Regions from separate parts of the Gossypium arboreum genome. Here region 2 is linked to region 1. The links are chromatin contacts, called in public Hi-C maps. All regions are on one chromosome and are shown on one strand. The core of a region is the stretch at or near the end of the contact, and the rest is flanking DNA. Distances in the headings are between cores, read along the strand shown. Region 1 holds the start of LOC108467831 (vesicle transport protein GOT1). Region 2 holds the start of LOC108463332 (22.0 kDa class IV heat shock protein-like).

Region 1 (2,742 bases), core at 221-2,720:
AGATTCATATAAGGGAGCTGCTAACCTCCCCTTTTCTAGTAGCAGCCTCGTCCACTCCACACAAACATGGGCGCTTAGATATACCCAAATATCCCAAAACATCAAACATGGCTTGTATTAAAGTCAAATTTGGATTTAGTAACAGACTTTGCGACCCAACACGACTTTTGTAAGCCCAAAGAAAAGTGCTCGTTAGTGGACTGGCCATAGAATTGTTTGGTTTTTGCCCCATCACAACAAACCCGACAGTCCCCTCGTTTTCCTTTTTAACTTTTGAAATTTGAACACTGCCAGAATCTTGGCATTCTGTTCCATCAATGTCACGAGTCTCATAATTCATAGCCACTTTCTTAGTTGTCGTCACTAAGGTTTCATGTTTTCTAATTGCTGAAGTTAGTGGCAGCACAAAATACGACGCCTTGCACTTCAGTTCAATGAGAACAAGACATGCATATATTGTTGAATGGAAGAGCTTATTATTGATGTGCATAAATTGTCACTATTTCTGTTTCCTCTTGATTTCTTCTGATTCCCGATGACCCATTTCTGTAAGGCACCTGTAGTATAGAGTTGGATCCATGGCCTTCACATTTTGTGTTAACTGTTGGAACACCTTGTTATTTGGGTGCAGAGGGGCCTGATCTGGATCCATATTCTCCACCACCTCATCCTGTTCTCCTATAACTATAATTTCTTTTTGACAATTAGTAACTGGCCAATATCTTAGAATCTCCCTAACCACCACTTCCCCAAGTACAAACTGAGAAATGCAATAAGCCAGCTGCTTATGCTGAACTTGCAAACTTGCAAGCTACTGGTGTTGTACTGTGGGAGAAGCACTCTCGTCAACAACAGCTTGTGGTTCTCTTTTAATGGAACTACAAAGCCATTGATGATGCTTCCCTCGCCGACACCGCAATGCTTGTCAGTGTAAAAACACATCGTTTATTGCTTTTCTCATGAATGATGTATAGAAGGTCTTCACTCCTTGGATTTATTGCAAATGCAGATTGGTGTTGACGACTATATATTAATTAATTTGATAGAAAATCAGTCCTTACAGGCTTAGCTAAAAAGGAGAGTAAGCAACAAAAAACACGAGATGTTTTATAGAGGAGAGATGTTGTAATATCAGATAGCAACACAGTAATGAGTATTTCTGGACTCAACAATGAGAGGTTAATTATAAATGATATCATAATTAATAGATTGGAAGCATTAGCAGCTACCTTGTTCTAAACTAAGGACTCATCAAGCGGACTTTGAGAAGATCCACCACCAGACGGAGGAGATACTTTTACTAGGAATTACCCAAAGTCGGTCCAATCTGAATTAATCCACGCTTTTTCTAAGTTTTCATTATCTTGATTATTAAGGTTAATTCGGATTCCGGTTGTCAATAAACGAAATTAATATATTATATAATTTCAATTAATATAATATATAATATTCAGTTACAATATTTTAATACCAGAATGTGCATTTTTTAGCAATGCAGCAATGGAAAAGCTTCTGCTTCTGCTACTACAAGTGGTCACATAAACTTTACATTGCCTCTTTTGATGGACTGCTTTTGGAAAATATAAGTTGATGATGAGGAGTTTTATGTCATTTCAGTTACTTCTCATGTAAACAGAGATGCTAAATAAAAAATTTTAAAATTTTATATATTTTTGTTATCTCAAGTATTTTTTCAACTTGTTTTATTTACATTAACTCGCGGCTCCCTCTTTCGCTCGCTCGCTTCCCATTTCTGAATTTCTCAATCACTTTCAGGTAGTTGTTTCTTTTCTTTCTCTGTTTGATTACCGAGAAATTACTTCTTTTTCCTCTCTGTAAACAAACGGGATTTTTTATTTAAGATTTGTTTTTCTTCTTTTTTATGTGGAGTCTGTACTCTATTAGATCTGTATTTAATTATTAAATTCTGTTTTCCCCTTTTTTTCCCCTGATTCTATCACATGATTCCGTTTCTTATTTGTTTTGCTTTTTGAAAGTAACAGGTATCTGAAGAATCAGCAAAATGGTTTCCTTTGAAATGAATGATCGAAAAAGTGAGCTTTTATCTTCCATTTTCTGTGCTTTCTGTGCTTCTTTTCATTCAATTAACGCATCTATGAATCTGTGATTTTGTGAAACTTCTGTTCGGTGTGATACTTTTTTTTTTCCGATGGAGGTTTGATGCTTGAAATATGCATTGTGCAATCCCTAGAAATTTTTGTGAAATTCAGATCTCTGGACTTGGTTCATCGTTTATCTTGGGATTTTTATTTATTATTATGCATGTTGGTAAAATTTTGTAACTGCTGTTAAGTTAGGAAAGTCTTTGAAGTGTCCATGTTATTTTACGTTGAGGCAATCTGGGAATGATTTGATGTGCTAATTTATATTAGACGTTAAATTAGTATGGCAAAGTCAGTCGAATATATTTCCTTAGAAAGAATATTTTTTATTATTTATTATCCGAACAAATATTTTAGTAAGCTATTCGGAGTTGTTTGGTAAGTTATGCTGCTTTATTAAGAAACATATATTAACTGGTAATTCTAATAAATTGATGTTAGTCAAACTCCAAAATGATTTACTAGTGGAGCTCCGTTGATCACATTTGATGTGCGTAGATGGTGAAGGATTTCTAATTGATATGTACACCCCTTATTATTCAAAGTTCAAATATATAGGGTAGTTCAATAGGATGTAGTTCTCATTGTTAAATTTATTTATGCATGCATTTATGCTTGG
Region 2 (2,992 bases), core at 280-2,779, 500 kb after region 1:
AATTTCAATCGTAAAATTTTAAAATTTTAGATATTTTAAAAAGCTAACATTTTAAAATTTTTGAATTGTAATTGTTTTGTTTGGATAAATAATTATTTTATAAAAATTAAATTATTGAAACTTTATCAATATAAAAATAATATTAAAATAAATAGCATAATATGGATTTATTAAATTTGTAAAAATTATAAATATCTTTAATAAAATAAAAATATATTGTAATAAATAAAATTAATTTTTGAAATTTAAATTCTTTATTTTATAATGAAATTGTGTGCTTTAAATAAATTAAAATCATGAGAAATTAAAAAAACACTTTGAATAAAATTTAAAAAAATTAAACTACTCAAATCTCTTCAATTCCTCACAAATTTTAAAATTCTCTCTTATATTTATCTAAATAAATAAATTCTTTTTAAAATTTTTAAAACTTAAGTATAAATAAAATTTATTTTTAAATCTCCTATCCAAGCACATCCTCAAATAAATAAATTAATTTTTAAATTTCTGAAAGTTAATATTATAAATTATATAAATGAAAATGATTCTGCCTTCGTGTAGCATATCGAGGTTGAAATATCTTTAAACACATTTAACAAAACAAACCTTGAGAGAGAGGAGCAGACAAAGATGATTCGTTAGGAAAACATAATAGCATCGTGAAAATCAAATTTTAGGTACACCAATATCTTACATTGCATTACGTTACATTATAATTTTGATAATATTTTTATTCAATTTTAGTAATTATTTTCTCATATATATTCATCTACATAAACAGGCTGGAAAAAGTTTTGAAAGCCATGAAAAACAATTCAAGGATGGGTCTAAAGCCCCTGCTTGGCATCGTTACCCTGAAGCTTGGGTGCTTAGTTAGCCTCACCAAGCAATGTGGACAACCCTCGGACCCTTAATCTTATCGGGAGACAACTTGGCCAATGACAAAGTAAGCACCCCATTTTCAAGCTTAGCCTTTACAGTGTCCAAGTCTACGTTCTCAGGCAGCCTAAATTGTCTCCAAAACTTGCCATAGGAGCGTTCTACCCTGTGCCAATGATCGCCCTTCTTCTCTTCCTCTCTCTTCCTTTCCCCGCTCACCCTCAGCACACGGTTCTCTTCCACTTCAATCTTCAGCTCTTCCTTCTTCAACCCCGGCACATCCAACATTATCCTATGCCCCTCCGCTGTTTCCTTCCAGTCCACCCTGGCTGGAGACAGTGCCAAGCTCTCGTCCCTCTCCAGGGTAAGTGGGATTTGCTCTAACACTCGGGACGGATCAGGCAATAACAGACTGCCACTCCCTGGATCCATGAATGGCAGCAAACTCGATCCATTGCATAGGCCAACATAACACGCCAAGAGCAACAGCAAGAGCCTCATTGTGTATATATGCTGAGTAAGAGTGAACTAGATTTCTTGAATTGGAAGTCTGGAACTAGTGACTTAAAGGGAACGCTACTTCAATGTTAAATTCTATTGCCATTGTAAGAAGATTTGAGGGGATATTTATATGTGGATAAAAGTAGTGAAATTCTTGAAATTTCTGATAATGTAATTAATTTGTAAGAAACTGGGAAGATTCTAGCGATAACTAAACTCAGCAGCACAGTGCGAATCGAAAAAAGAGCAGCCGATAGGCTAGGTTCTAGAGTCTTTCATGTCTAATTACCTTTGTCTATTGGATCTATTCCAAGTTTCCTCCACAGCCCTAGTCTAGTCGGATTTAATATTTCTTTTGTTTGTATTATTATATTATATGGTTTTAGCAAAAAGATATAGCCCTTCCTTTTGGACTGGAGGGAAGATAGGTCCCAAGTTTGGATTATCATAAGGCAAGCTTTCCGTGGGCTTAGCATTAAAACTAGTTTGGATCAACATCGAAGGCCTTATGCTTTCCGGGACTAATTGCCTGCTATTCATTTGAAGGCAAGGTGAGGACAAGCCTAAGAACTACTTACTAGAACCTGCAATACTGGCTTTTGCTTGACGTGTTTCTTATTTCTATAAATGATCATATATGGATATTAGAACATTTTAACAAACAGTGTTTTGTTGTTAAGAGTTTTGACATGTTGGAAAAACTGCAAGGAACACATCAATCAGTCATGGACCATGGTGTCCTTTGCAATGCTTTAGCCAAAGCCTGGTTGCACCACATCAATAATGGTTTTCCCAAGAAAATATTCAGCGGTTTCATATTTGTGTAAACTGTAAAGTTCAACTTAAAATTTAAGAATGAGTATCATTTTAAAGTTCAATTTAATGTAAAGAATGAATTATTTTACATCTTTTTGCTTGATAGCTCCAACTTAAGTTGAACCAAATAAATATGGTTTTGTAAAAAATAGAACAATACAGTTCCATAGAAAGATTAACACGTTCTTGGCTTAGTAGTAAAATGTTATGTTGTGTTTGCTTGAGATGGCAGCATGAAGCATTGACAGACATTATTAGATTATAAATTCTGTTAGTCTGTTACTAATTTGTCATACAGGCTGGAATATTGTTAGTAAGTGGTTAGCAACAGTTAGTCATAACAGTCAGTCATACGAGTATAACAAATTAGTAACAGACTAACAGAGTCTATACTCTAATAGACATTATGAATAGTTACTACCCTCAGTCGCCATTGCTTCTCACTTTGTAATTGACAATTAGATATCTAAAGATTTACTTTTTGTCTCCCATATTTTTTTCACATGTTCACCTGACACTCACTTTTTCGTGTTTCGTTTACTACTTTTAAATCCTATCTTTACAATAACATTTTTAATTAAAAAATTATTTTCAAAAGAAAATAACAGCAAAATTTCCAATGCCTGCAGGGATTATAACATGCCAAGTAGGTTATCTCTAGTCATGCTTCTTGCAACCTAATCTGCCACACAATTACATTTCCCAAACGAGTGACTAAAATGGACAAAGGAGCAATAAGAAATAATAGATAAAATGGCATCCGCAGCAACTTTAATCACCCGGGGGGATTTGTAAG

What was found. A called contact is a pair of places that touch in the nucleus more often than the background predicts.
Region 2: a contact with region 1 is called in a Hi-C map of leaf, with 4 times the contacts expected there. The contact joins the promoter of LOC108463332 here to the promoter of LOC108467831 in region 1. A contact is called at or near these places in 2 of 5 Hi-C or Micro-C datasets (both in leaf).

The regions. Positions count from the first base shown.
Region 1 is chr13:103,810,306-103,813,047 of ASM2569848v2, forward strand. LOC108467831 (vesicle transport protein GOT1) reads left to right here and starts at 1,471. Exons shown (of 7, transcript XM_017768627.2): 1 at 1,471-1,776; 2 at 1,998-2,054. The coding sequence starts at 2,024.
Region 2 is chr13:104,311,248-104,314,239 of ASM2569848v2, forward strand. LOC108463332 (22.0 kDa class IV heat shock protein-like) reads right to left here and starts at 1,530. Exons shown (of 1, transcript XM_017763283.2): 1 at 728-1,530. The coding sequence starts at 1,380. The coding sequence ends at 880.